Linked DNA regions of Rattus norvegicus: region 1 is linked to region 2. A link is a contact called in public Hi-C data. All regions are on one chromosome and are shown on one strand. The core of a region is the stretch at or near the end of the contact, and the rest is flanking DNA. Distances in the headings are between cores, read along the strand shown. Region 1 holds the start of Aff3 (ALF transcription elongation factor 3). Region 2 overlaps Aff3 (ALF transcription elongation factor 3).

Region 1 (6,851 bases), core at 2,742-5,241, 190 kb before region 2:
CCTTAGGTCCCAGGCTAGATCCACTGTGTGCTACCTGTGCAGAGGGAGGCAAAGGCCCGAGGACACTAGAGCTCCTGGGTAGATTTGAAAATCCATGCTGTCCTGGGGCTTGACATATTAACATCTAATTTGCAAGCAAAAAGCCTGGAGGGTTTATTGGCAAACCCTAGATACAGTTTCAAACACCCTGGATGCCTCTGGAGAGAGAAGCTGACTGAGTGAGGTATCTGCTGCCTCCCTGGAACAGGAGAGAAAGGTGTTGTGAGAAAAGATGGGGGAGAAGAGGGGGGAGGGGCTGGGAGAGCTTCCAGGAAGGCCATCCACAGAGCTAGCTCTTTTCTAGAGAATGACAGGGCGGGGGGTGGGGGGGATTGAGATTCTATTGGTTCCCCAAGGCTACCTCCGAGTTCCAGCCATGTCTTGACAATTTAGTTTAGGGAGATGGTGTGAATTTGCTTCTAGGGGCACACAAGAGGCTTCACATTCCAGGGGAGGATGAGGTCCTCGCCAAGAGCACATGTGCATACCGTGTTGAGCAGGATCCATTTCTTACTTCCTTCGTATTGTGGATTTAGCACAAACCAGCCAACCAACCAGCCAGGTCACCAGGGAGGCCAGGCAGTCCTGCTGTAGCTACCTTCCTCAGTGACCATCCCCTAAGTCTGCGGGTCCATTCAGCTCTCAGTAGCACAAGTTGCTTCTCCCTCAGGAGAAAAGCCCCTCAAGTCTTCTGGGTATTCAGAAGCTGCTGCTTCACTGGGACATATCCTCCCTCCCCACCCCATCTCTCTATCTCTCTATCTCTCTATCTCTCTATCTCTCTATCTCTCTATCTATCTATCTATCTCTCTATCTCTCTCTCTATCTCTCTATCTCTCTATCTCTCTCTCTATCTCTCTATCTATCTCTCTATCTCTCTATCTCTCTATCTCTCTATCTCTCTATCTCTCATCTATCTATCTATCTATCTATCTATCTATCTATCTCACTATGTATCTATGTATTTACCTATCTGTCTAGGCAATCTCTTCTTCCTTTACAAAAAAGCCAAACAAAACCCCCATCCCCAAACAAAACGAAAAGTCACCAAAACCCAAACCCAACAACAAAAACTTAACAAACCAAACCCTTTTCTAATTCTAGAGAGTACCAACACCTCTCGTTCTCCCTCCCTCCCCCTTTCCTTCTCTCTGTCCTCCTTCTCCTCCTCCTCCTCCTCCTCTTCTTTTGTACTCAGGTTTAAACTTTGACTCGTCCCAGTGCTAGATCTGGTTCCTACACTAAATGGGAACACTCATAAAATATAACAAACAAGTTCTTCTAACGAAGAGTCTCATTAACGCCTCTACACCTCACCAGTGAAAACTATTCGTTTTCAATTTATTCCCATCACAGCTCAGGCAAAGACAGTATCTACAGCAATGTTTTGGGTTTCTTCCCAAGCCCTCACTCTCCAAGTGGGTTCTATTCACAGAAACATCCACCCGAAATGAAACACTAATGCATCCATCCTCGAGTTAAAGTCCCCGAACAGAAAATACATTATTTGTAAAGAAACATTAAAAAAACAAACAAACAAAGCAAAACACCCACAGTGAAGTTACTTCAGGCTCAAGTACACTAAAATGTAAACATGGGGACCCAGAGTTGGCATTCAAATATACATCTGTCCATTACTTCATAGCTCTTTTGGAGGGACCTTTTACAAATAACCCTCCTTCCCCAGGCCTAAACCCCCTTTTACTCTCTCCTGTTCTGGGACCCATTTATCTTCAGTCACTAAGAGGGGGAGGCTTGAATCTGTGTCTGAGCCTCAAGCGCGGCATGGGTCCCGCAGTAAACATGGTTCTGTTTGTTCCTCAGCAGTCTCTTTTGTATAAACAGATGTGGTGGGAAGGGAAGGGAAGGAAAGGGAAGCCAGATCCCTGGGAGGGGCTGGAGGTCTCCTTTCTGGAGAAGACTGCCAGCTGCAGCCAGGAGCCCGAGGAACAGGACACATTTCTTGTCCAGGCCTTGGAACTTGCAGTTCTTCCAGGCATAGGCTGTTCCCCTCCCGCTCTCCTCCACCCTCCACCCCAGCCTTTGTTCCTGGGAAAGCTGTCTCCATGTGATGTCTGTAGCTCACTTTTGCCAGAGCAAACATTTCCAAGAGGGTTTATGCTAAGTAGGAATCTGTAAGGCACATTTCCCCCCTCCTTCTCTCCAGATACACTGTAGACCAAGATTTTGGACTCCAGCCCTTCACACCTGTACTTTGTCCATATTTCCTTTGTTCTTTTGTAGCCTTCAACTAACTGGGCGGGGTGGTATTTAAGGCAGGGAAGTTGTTAGTTTGTAAAATAACCAGTGGGTCACTACAACTGATTTGATGTAGACTCTGCCTTCGCTTAGTGATTGATATTTTCACATGAGTTATGGATGCTAATAAGGGAACTATTCCAAAGCTGGGGGAAGAAAAGGATGGCCCCCCCCCCCCACCTCGGCTTTGCAGTCCTGTTTCCGAGAGCAAAGAACTCTGGTTGGCCTTTTGGAGGTCTACCTGCGCCTAGAACTTCGTTAGTTCTCCTTCAGAGGTGGATGAAATAAAAAAGGGGGTGCTCCCAGGTTGATTTCTATCAAAGGGGCTAAATTTTTGGCGGCCCCACATGGTGGCTCTTGTCTAGAAAAGGAACAAAGGCCGATGCACTGCAAAGGCCTCCCTTAGGGCATGCGGGGGTTGGTGTAAGTGGTGAGCTTTGCTTGGTACTGCTCTCTCCAGGAATCCTGAGGAATCCTGAACAAGGCTCGAGGAAATGTAGCCAAGAGCATGGGAGAGGGGAGACCCCCACCCCCACCCCGAACCGCCAACCCCCCCCCGGGGGGGGCAGCATGGGTTCCTCAATTTTTAGAGCAGAAGCGCAGAGATGGAAGTATAGGCCTGCTGGACATCTCCAGTCCCCACTCTCAAAGTGTATATAATAACGAGCGAGGGGGGAGCAGTCTTTCAAACCAAGGGAGTAATAATAGCAGGGGCTTTATTTTTTTTTTTTTTTTACAAGCCACAGTGGTACTCTATCATCCTTCCAGCTGACAATCTGCCACTCTCCAGACAGGAGAGGAGGCGGCGGGAAGTTTGTAGTGGAAACCTAGAGGCCTTTCCAGTATGAAATAAAAAGAAAGGAGGCAGGTTTCCAGGGACCGGGCAGCTGAGGGGTAGAGGATATCCCTTCGTTCGCCAACCCCCAGTCCCCCAACCTTCTAGGCAAAACTGCAGCTGAGAGCAGGTCTTGGAAGAAGCTTCCTTCCCGCCTCCTCTTTATTTCACTTAAGTTACTGGCTCCAGATATTTGAAACGATTTGTTTTCGGCGCTGCCTTGGGCTGCACAGTTAACTCTCACAGCGCCTGGGTCGCCCAGGGCTTTTCCTTCCTAGCACCCACCCCAGGTCTGCAAGCGTGCACACCTCCCGCCGCAGCGCCCTGCGGATTCCGCTTAATTTGCGGAGGACCAGAAAGTCCCTGCTGGACACGGAGCGAAGGCGAGAGGCAGGGGGCTGCTCTGCTGCAGGTCGGCCTCGCCTCAGCACGGCAACCCCCTGCCCTCGGCGCCGTCACCGCCGCACCTCTCCCTCTGGCTCGCAGAACGTCCCCCGCAACCCTCGGGGCCACCAAAGATCTGGAGAGATGGAAGGGCGCGGGTGAGGAGGGCGAGCCGACGGCCGGGCCCGAGAAAGGGCGCGGGACCCCGATCAGCCGCACGGGGAGCGCGGGGAGCGCAGGGGCGCGCGGGGCGCGCGGGGCGGGCGCGGCGGGCGCGGCGCGGGGCTCAGGACGCGCGCGCGCCTCGGCCTCGCCCGCGCACACGCGCCTCCCGGAGGAGAAAGAGGCGGGCGGGCGGGCGAGCGGGCGGGCGCAGAGCACCGCGCCGGCGGCTGCAGCGGGCCGGGCCGCCGCGAGGGAGGGGCGGAGGGGCGGAGGGGCGGGCGCAGGCCGGGAGGGGGCGGCGGCGCGGCGAGCTCGCTCGCGGCTCTGGGAGAGTGTGGCTGCGCGCGAGCCGGCGAGCGGGTGAGTGCGCCGGGCGGGCCCGGGAGGCGAGGGCCGCGGGGGTGCCGGGCGCTGCGAGCCGGGGGAGGGTAGCTGGCGGGCGGCGGCGGCGGCTCGGGCGCGGCCGGGATGCACCTTAGCTGGCGCCTCTCGTTCCAGCGCGCGGGCGGCCCGAGGCTCGGCGGCGGCGGCGGACACAGCGGCGGCGGCGGACACAGCGGCGGCGGCGGCGACGGCGGCGGCGGCGCTGACACCTCCCACCATGGACAGCTTCGACTTAGCCTTGCTCCAGGAATGGGACCTCGAGTCACTGTGGTGAGTCCCGGTGCTGGTCGTTTGGGGAGCCGCGGCGGCCCCGCCTGCCCTCACCTGGGCCGGGACGCCGGGTGCCCGGCCGCCGTGGGGGTGGGGTGGCTCGGGGACAACCGCCTCGCCGGCCGGCTGCTTCCAGCCTTGGCGGGCTGGATGCACGGCCGCCTCCCCGTGAATTCGTTAGTCTCCGGTCCCGTCCCCTCCTCTCGGTGTTGTCTGCGCCAGGTCAAGGGGCCAGTGGTCTGGCTGCCACAGGAGGAGCGCAGCGGTGGAGAGGGGAAAAGAACCGATTTTTTGAACGTGTCACTGATGCCCGAGAGCCCACCCTCATCCCGCAGCCCCTCTCAGCTACCTTCCTTCGGATTGTGCTCCCTTCCAGCTCCTGGAGAATCTCGGGCTCACCCCTGTGACCCCCTAGAGTTGGTACCGCTACGAAGTGCCCCGGGAGGATGCTCGCCAGCCTTGCTCCTTGCCTGCTCCCTGCTTGGCTGCTGCATCCTTCCTCTGTCCTACCTCACTCCCACTCGAGATGGAAAAGTGAGCACCCGGGGCAGGAGGCCAGTGTGTCTCGGTGCCCGAATTCCAGAGGCCTTGGCCCAGGGAAACTCATTTCCCGGAGATACACAGTTCCTTTGCACCCTTTCTTCACACATCCTGGTGGCTGAACTCCTCTCAACTCCACTCTTTTTTTTTTTTTTTTTTTTTTGTCAAGCTCAAAGCTGGCAGCCTGGAATGCACTTGGGGTTCCAGTTCTCGCTGTTCTCGCATCAGGGAGAGCTTCTGTAGGTAAATCACAGGTAGATGCAATTTAATTCCAGTTGCGGTTGTCTGAAAAATCCCATTGGCTGCCTCAGCATCCCTCGCATTTCCCCCATCCCTTAAATGTTTCCAACCAGCCCTATTCAGGTGGTAAAATTACTGCTTGTATATTCCTGGAGGAACTTGTGTTATGTTTAATATTTACGGGGACGAACATCTGCTGGAACAAGCATATTAACTGCTCTCTGTTCTGCCTCTGGTAATCGCTGATTGTAGAGCTGAGCGTTTCCCTTCTTTTTAATTCAGTAAAGAGTTCACATGTGTCTAAAACTGCGAGTGGTGTGCACATGAATATGCAATGCACAATTTTAAAGCCAAACTGCTTTATGATTTATGGCTCATCCATCGATGGTATGTAGACGTGTGGATCTCCGCAGTGACTTAGGCTCAAAGTGACTTATTTTCCCAAAGACAGGTGTAACAAAATAAACTAGACACAGAGCTCGCGAATTATCGAGCAGTTTCTTATAAAAGATCCGATGGTGAGTACAGCTTGCTCTGCATAATGTTGGAGCCTATAAAACACACAAGGATGGGCTCCAATGTAATAAAGCTTGTATATATTACACTGGCAACTTCAAAGAGCTAGTGTAGAGAGAATACGGAACATGTTATTACTCTATAAAAGTTGCTAATTACTGTGTTGCTGCTCCTGGGTTATTTCAGCCTTTCATTTACAGATACCTATTATTTTACAGGTTTACCTTTTGAAATGTTGGTTTCTGGCACAAATTCAATAGCTTCCCAGATAACAACTGTATTTTAAAAATTACTTTTGCTTTTTAAAATCTAGGCAGGCTTGTTGTCAAAGGGGAGAACTTAATATTTTGGACACGTTTTAATGCTGCGTATTCACTTTCTGGTTCAAATTGAACTCCTGTATGGTTTTTGTAAGTTGTGTTCTGAGATTCTCAGTGGTAATGGCGTAGTCCTTTTTGTCAAGGGCTCAAGCTGTGTCTTCAGTTCCCAGTAAATGATCTTGAACACTGTGGAAGAATGCCCGGTGAATTGTTGTTAAACTTATATCTGCTACATACATACATACATACATACATACATACATACATACATACATACATGAGACCAGGTCTCTCAGCATAGTCCTGAAACTTGCTTTGGAGACTGGGCTGGCCTCAGACCACATAGATTTTTACCTCTGCACTGACAATGTTGCACCATCACAGCTGGAAAGCAGTTTTTTTTTTTTTGTTTGTTTTTAAAGCCATTGTACACTCAATCAGATTTGTTAGCAATATGTAGTTTCTTGGCTTAAGAAAGCATGCTAGATTTCTTGATTGCAGTATAGTCAAACAGTTTGGCTTAAGAGAATGTTTCTTATTTTGCGAATATAGAGTTTACATTTACAAAAGGTTATCTTTAGGTAAAGTTAAAGATAAAACAAACTACTTTGGCTTGCATTTCAAATATGTCAGACATTCTCTTAGTTATAGACCAATTTTTGCCTGACATTTCTAACTCAATTTCAGGATTTAATTAAAATTACAGTTTAGTTTTAAGCTCATACATGATCAAAATACTATCTATCTATCTATCTATCTCTCCTCTCTTTCTCCAGCTCTTGTTTGTTTTTGAAAGAAGGTCTTGGTGTGCAAGCCTCACACTCAAGGTAATCCTCCTGCCTCAGTCTACTGAGTACTGGGGTAACAATCATGTACCCCCTCATGCCTGACATACTAGA
Region 2 (7,581 bases), core at 1,289-3,788:
TCTACGCTCGAAAGGTTCTGTGTGTGAGACGTCTGTGTTTTTACGAAGACGTCACATTGGTGCAAATTCATATTAGTTGTTAACATGTAGCAAAAGTTAAAAAGTCACATTTTTTCACAGGAGTGGAATTTTTCCTTCTCTGATCCATATATTGCCCCCCCCCCGCTTGGAGTTAAATATAAAACGGTTTATTGATACTGGTTGCATCTTGTCCCAGACTCTAGGAGAGGCTTCAGGGCCCCTTTGAGATCCATCTGTCTCTGTCCACCTCTCCCTCCTGGTTTAGTTTTGTACAGAGTGAAACCTTGCTCTCTCTTATCAGAAGTAGCATCCCATGTCATTGTTGATAGCACCCCTGACCTGTGCTGTGTCCCCTTGTCACCCACATACCTCAGAGGCCCAGGCACCCCCTGGCAGTAGATTTTCCATCATTAATCAGAGTAGTTCTTGCACCAGAACTTAATTAATGTGCCTATCAAATTGCCTATTTAGGAATCAACAGGGAGAGAGGAAGCAGCCACGCCCAGGCTGGCAGTGCTGGTCTTCGTGTACCCGACTCTCAGGGCCACCGCTCCATTGTATTAGAAAGGACCTTCTCTATTAGACATAGATAAGTAAATCTCTTAGAACAGGATGTCCGCTGGGATGCCCAGACTTCCTGTCAAATCCCCTTGGCCATTCACATCCACCCATAGGCAGAGGGAGGCCATGCTTCTAGAGTGGACTGTGGGAGGTTGCATCCACAGGGAATGGATGCTTTCCCAATGCATGGGCCAGACTGTCTTTGGGGACTTAGTCAACCGGAGCCTGTACTGGATCTGCTCCTGGCAGGAAGTCAGGCATCCATGTAATGGTGCTCAGTAGGTGGCTTCTATCACAGCTGGATGCTCTCAGCCTTCCCTTGGGGATATTGCCCCCTCATTTTGACCTCATAAAAATATAGTGTCTTTAGAATGCCTATCATTGCTTAACGATAATTCATTCTGCAGAATGGGATTTCCAAGGCCCCATTGCCCAGATTAATGGCTGTTCCCCGGACATCAGGAAAACCTCAACAGCACAATTATTGTCTCTTCTTTTTATATACATTCACCCACAGGGAGGATGAGCGAGCGAGAGAGAGAGAGAGAGAGAGAGAGGAGCCAAGCTCTCACACAAGCAGGGACAGCTAGAGATTGCAAAAGAAATGATTTATAGGCTATAGCAAGAGAGGGTAGAGGAAGGGGGTGCAAATGAAGACCAATCATGCTGAAATGAGACTTGATTTGCTGCTCTTTTCCTTTCTCACTCTGTTTTTTGCTGGGTGCCCCCTTCCCAACAGAGCTGCTCAGTCGCTCCTGTGTGTGCTCATGCATAAATTCAGGTCAAGTAAGAACCCCCCCCCCCGACTTCTCTATTCATCATGGGCATGGGTAATGCTCTTATCGATACATAACAAGGAATCGCAACTAATTTGGGCTCATAACCTTATTCTTTTATCATCAATGGTGGAAATGGTATTTGCTTAGCCATGAATACATTCAGTTCAGTAAACTGAAGCTGTTTGAAATTTCCACTAATCCTTCCCCATGGAGGGTTTCCTCTGGACCAAATCACTCTCCAGTAAAACTAAAAAGTAAATGCACGCCCAGGTTTCTAAGATTTTCTGGGATCAAACGTAATTTACAGGGCACAGCATTTTAAAATGAGATTTCTTTCTCTCCTTCATGTTAGCTGGCTGGTCCCAGCGTACTGGAGCATGAATGAACTGTGTACTGAAAATATGAATTGCATGAACTTACCCCATGAAGTGTTCAAGTATTAAGGGCTTTTTTTTTCAATGAAAGAAAATTGAACCAATGCACTAGTAGAAAATAAAAATAGAGGAAAAAAAGTGTAACACCTAGCTCTTTTTTTTTATTTATTTATTTTATTTTTGAAAAGATGCTTTTCGAGTGAATCTGTCTCTGCTGTTTAATTTACATCTTGAGGGCTCATTAGGATGATGAATGGCTGGAGAATAAAACACATTTCCTGAACAAAAGACAATGTCGGTAGCCTAATAACATTTTATGCCAGCACTTCTATCAGTCAGAAGTAGATGCTATTTATCCCTGTGATTATTTTTAAAAAATCATTTTTATTGTCCTTTGTGCTGTGTCCTCTTGTGGGGATTTTAATTCAGAGTTTGACACCTACTTATTAACTTCGGTGAAGTGTTGAGCACCACGGCGGATACTTTACAAAGAATTCTGAACAGCCGTGTTTACGTAGCCTGCAGCTGTACACAAATTAGCTCAGTTTGGATCTCTTTGGATCAGAAAGAGAAAGCTCGTCGGATAGCAAGTCACCTCTGTTTCTCTGGCGAAGCGCGTGCTCTCTGAGGTCTGCCTCCATCCAAAGCAGCAGGACTTCCAGAGCAGACAGAAGGGGAGTTTTCCTAATGGTGATGGAGTCCTTTATGCATAAATACATTACTTCCATTCCCCTTACTTCTTCCAACTGCTTGTCCCAAACAGCACTCTGTCATCTGTCACCGCACACTCATGCCCGTCCTTTCTTCCCTCAGCCCCTCTCCCGGCCCACATTTCTACTCCCACACTCTCACTCTCAATCCAGATTGCTTCTTCCCTAAGCCATCTGTCTCCCTGGCTGCGGATTTTCCCAGCTACTATGTGGGCTTGATTTTTTATCCAGGGTGGGTAGCACCCTTTTGAAATTGGGTGGGAGGTCTATATATGTGTGAAGAAGTGCAGCCCAGGGATCCTAGGATGAGGGATTCTCCTAACTGCATTGCAAAATAGCTAGCACATATGTGTGTGTGAATGTGTGTATGCCTCTGTGTGTGTGTGCATGCGCGAGTATGTGTGTATTTATCTGTGCATGATTGCATTGTGCGTGCATGTATGTTTGCATGTGTGCGTGCATGTGTCTCTGTGTGTGTACTTGTGTATGCATGCATGTATGTGCATGCATGTGTGGATGTGTGCATCTGTGTTTGCATGTGTGTGTGTGTATGTATGTGTGCATGTGTGTTTGTGTATATGTCTGTGCGTGCATGTGTATATGCATGTATGTAAGTGCATGTGTGTGTATGTGTGTATGTCTGTGTATGCATATGTATGTATGCATGTATGTAAGTGCATTGTCTGGATGTGCATGTATGTGTATATGTGCATCTGTGTTTGCGTGTGTGTGCATGTGTCTATATTTCATGCATGTGTGTGTATGTCTGTGTGTGCATGTGTATGTATGCATGTGTGTGCATGCATGTGTGTGCATGTGTGTATGTATGTGTGTGCTTGCATGTTTGTACGTGTGTCTATGTGTATGTGTGCATGTGTGTTGTCCGTGTGTGCATATGTATGTGTATGCATGTGTGTGCCTGCATGTGTATGTGCATGTGTTTACATTGTGTACTTGCGTCCGTATGTGCATGCATGTATGTGTATGTATGGGTGCATGTGTGTGGCCTACACGCATGCTCGTGCTTGCACACAGAGTCATTCCACCTTTTGTATGGCCATATTTCCAGCCTCTATTTCCACCTACCTCAAGATGCCAATGCATGTCACTTGTGACTCATCCTTGAGGTTTTCTGAAAGGCCAAGTGTCTGTCTGATCTTCCTGAGAGGAAAAACAGCTCTAGTACTGACTCAGAGAACTGAGTGAGTCACCCCGGGAGATGTCTTGGCATCTCTCAGGGTTCAACAGGCACTCCTAGGCATGAGACACAAAACTGGGAAGGGGTAATGTGTTCTCTTAGTCTAGTGCACATGTGTCATTCCATAGTCACACCCTCCTGCAGTCTGCAGGGTTTTGTTTGTTTGCTTTGTATTTCTTTTATATAAAGCTGTAGAGAAGAAAAAAAAACAAAAATGAACAACCCACCACCCACTAAACATAAGAGACAAATTCTTGGAAAGTAAAATTCTTGTGGCTACTCTTTTAAACTCTCTTTAAGTGGTGTTTGCAGCTAATACTTTGTGCAGAAATTCTTCAAGCACTGAGTTTTGTTCCTCCTGGTCTGGCTTCGCAGCAGATGAGTAAACATCCAAACAGCTTTCACTGTCATCTTAGATAGTTGGTACTTAATGACTTTTATATCTTGATAAAAATTGCAACAGTAATTAAGGACAGCTCATACCTCTTAAAAAGAGTAGAGCCACCTAATTGTTACCATGGAGATTAACATAAAACTCAAGAGAGACGGCATGGCATTAAGACAAGGCCTTATAACCTCACAGATTTGGGCAGGATCTAAGGAATTCCGTGACCATACCAGAAATGCTGACTGATGTCTTTTGCTTCCTTTGATGACATGTGAGCACAGAATGATCAGTTGCTTGTGCCTAGCTGACCTAAGAAAGGTCAGAGTTCATTGACAAAGCACCCTTGACCTTTCTTCTACTAGCAAGGTAACAGAGAAGTTAGTTACATGTCAGTTGTGTGCCATACCTAAAGGGATTGGGGGATGGGAGGAGGCCGCCATGCCTGTTGCAGCTTTTACACGGTGCCTTCATTAGCATTATTAATCGTCGTGACACTCATTCTCGGATGCATGAGGAAGCTGAGGGGCATGGCACAGAACATAGAAACAGGATCCTGTCCACGGTCTGAGTTTAAATAAACTGGAAGATGGATGGCAGAGACCTAACCGTTCAGGGAAAGGAAATGATTTCAAGAGAGGAATTCCATGAATCTGCAGAACTCATTATGGACCTCGGAGGGACATCACAGCCCCTTTTCAAAAGCATTAAATAATAGGTATCTTTGTTAAAGAATCCAGTCTGGAAAACAGTTTGAGAGCCGTGTGCTTTATGTCTTTGTCACCATGGCCAGCTCTGGAATTGTTTTCAACCCTGTAAGTTACCACTTATTTCTTCCTCCCAGCAGAGCCCTGGGCTGCCCCTGAGCACACACGTTAGGACACATAAAGACAACCTGGCAGGCCTCTAAAGTGACCTGATTTTGCAGCCTTTGGGCTGTCCAAGTTTTCTTTTCTTCTGTCTACATTTAACCCAGACAGCTGTGCACCACATAATGGCGTTTTGTTCAGAAAGGACCATTTGAATCCGAGATGATCCCCTGAGTTTATATAAAGCTGGAAAGGCCCCATCACTGAGCGGCAGCACCGTGGCTGTCATGATGCCATGGGACAGGGCACTGGTCCCATGTTTCTGATGATGCTGTGTCTATTAACCTGTGGTCCTGTGATAGTAGGGCATTGGCAGTCATGTCTGGTTCATGTATGTTGATCACCATGATACATAGCTATGCTACTAGTACTCATGCTTGCTCTGACTTAATCATCGACTTGAATGCACTCCTAGAAATGCTACAGAGGTGTGTATTCATGGCAGCAGCTGTAGTCTCAGTGTTTACCTGCCTCTTGGTTGCTATCCGGTGTCACCGGAATAGAATTTGCTGTGTCGTCAGTCGGTGAACACTCTCTGGTGGTTACACACAGATGACGTTGCCTGGAGACCAGACACATCTCACAGAATGTTTTGCTGTCATTAAGCACCACACAGTTCTGTTTAAAGTTATTCTCTATCCAGTATCTATAGGGGAATTAGGGTTAAAGTCCTTACAATGTATCACCATAGTGTTCTCAATTAAGAGCTCTAAAGTAGATTTTGCTTGCAAGCATTGACTCTCTCTCCCCACAGCCTTTTGTCTTGGGAGGCACCACGAGTTCACACGGGAGTTCAGGATGGTTCATGTGCGTAACTGGTAGTTTGGCCTGGTCCTAAATTTTTATTCTCTTATTTTATTAACTTTCAGAGTCCCTGCCCCAGAAAGCAGGTTAACTATAAACAATACAAATAATACCTCTAGGCAGAACATCGGAAAACATGTTCCTTTCTCTCTCTCTCTCTCTCTCTCTCTCTCTTTCTTTCCCTTTTTTTCTTTCTTTCTTTCTCTCTCTCTTTCTTTCTTCCTCTCTCTCTCTCTCTCTCTCTCTCTCTCTCTCTCTCTCTCTCTCTTTCTTTCTCTCTTTGTGCTCTATGCTCATTGCAGAGCAGCACATTCAGAAACCGTGAGCTGTTGAATGACTTTAGGAGACGCTGCATTCAACAATCCATCACGAGAGAATTAAAACACTTCACTGCGTTCCAGTGAGTGAGTGAGTGTAGAGCAGAACTTCCCCCTAACTCGAGTTGCTTTTGTGAATCTAGCTAAATGTGATCACAGACAGAGAGCCTTCCATGGAAATGTTAAAGTCCTAACTGAGCTTCTTGAAATTATTCTAAAATAATTTTGCCTTAATCAAGCTGTCTTTCCCTGACTCCCCTCTCAACTGCAGCAACATGCATGGTCGATCTGGAGAATATTGACACGAGGTCCCGAAAACTTCCTTTATCTTGGCTTTACCTGCTACTGGCCATCACAAAATCACATTTTATTGGCTGAGTTTTCTTTTTTAACATAGAGCTTAACTGCTGAGTGCTTTCCAGCATTGGGTGATGAACAGCCAAGGTCACAAGGGAGGGAAATAGCAGTGTGGAGAGTAGGGAAGAGTGGCTGTTTTGGTTCATCTATTTACTGTGAATGATACCTTCAGTGTTCTCTCTCTCTCTCTCTCTCTCTCTCTCTCTCTCTCTCTCTCTCTCTCTCTCCTCTTCATCTCCAACACCTAGAATAGGTTTTGACACACAATGGGGCTCTCTAACACTGGCAGCACAAATGGAGATTGCATTCTATGGTGAAGTTCTTAGGTTTAGAACTAACCTAAGAAGAAACTTGTGTCTAAACAGTGTGCCGTCTCTCTGTCTAGCACCCTTCACGTTAGTGGGAGTCGGAGGTTTATTGCTTGGTAAACTCTGTAGGGTATTACACAGTGCTTTGTGCTTTTCTTTGAACTTTTCGTTGTGTTCCAGAACTAGCCCGCCTCTCTGGGTTTGGTGAGCATACTGGGGATTCAGGGATGGTCTGTGCTTTAAGAAAGCGCTGATGACGGTCTCATCATGAAGGGAATTTCCATCTGAAATGTCATCCATTAGGACGACTCCCACTTGCCCACCCACAGGACCTTGGGCCTCTTTCCTCATGCTTCTTGTCAGCTCTTTCCTGCTTCCCTGGTGCTCTCACAGCCCCTCCCCCGCACCAACGAAGCAGGAGGTGAACATGTTCAGTAATGTCACATTGACACCCCCAACACGTGCTGGGCTCGTCCTCCTCCCTCCGTCCTACATTCCAGTCTCTTTCATCACTGTGAAAGCCACAGACAGAGTGGGCCCAGGCGTTTCTGGTCTGACCACATGCTAGTTCTCATTACTGTCCTTCAAGATTCATCGAAGATGAGTGGGGGCAAGAACCCCCTGTGAACCTGTCTCTCACTCTCTCCAAAACACAACTTGGGGTACACACTCCCGCTGCCCACATTCACTGGCTCATATTCCTACCTTCAACACACACCCTCACGCCAGGCCTCCGCATCCCCAAACTACCAGCCTGCACTCTATCCTCACACCGTTAAACTATTTGAAATCTTTCTGCAAATACCCATTATTTCTGAGAGTCTGTGGCAGACTCGGCTGGAAAGCCTAAGGAATGGTGTCTGGCCTGTTCTAAGTCAGGTGCCAATGGCTTTAGAGA

Evidence for each region. Hi-C and Micro-C count contacts between places; a contact is called where the count stands out from the background.
Region 1: a contact with region 2 is called in a Hi-C map of prefrontal cortex, with 4 times the contacts expected there. The contact joins the promoter of Aff3 here to the enhancer-like site in region 2. A contact is called at or near these places in 2 of 12 Hi-C or Micro-C datasets (frontal cortex and prefrontal cortex).

The regions. Positions count from the first base shown.
Region 1 is chr9:48,349,520-48,356,370 of GRCr8, reverse strand. Aff3 (ALF transcription elongation factor 3) reads left to right here and starts at 3,991. Exons shown (of 23, transcript NM_001413892.1): 1 at 3,991-4,042; 2 at 4,181-4,336. The coding sequence starts at 4,284.
Region 2 is chr9:48,158,153-48,165,733 of GRCr8, reverse strand. The region is part of intron 5 of Aff3 (ALF transcription elongation factor 3); the gene reads left to right. Among named protein-coding and RNA genes, the nearest start is that of Aff3, 190 kb to the left of the region's middle. Within about 2 kb of position 2,538, at least 18 of the 93 cell types and tissues checked have an H3K27ac peak or open chromatin away from gene starts, as enhancers often do. A contact at or near this core is called in prefrontal cortex, where this site is marked.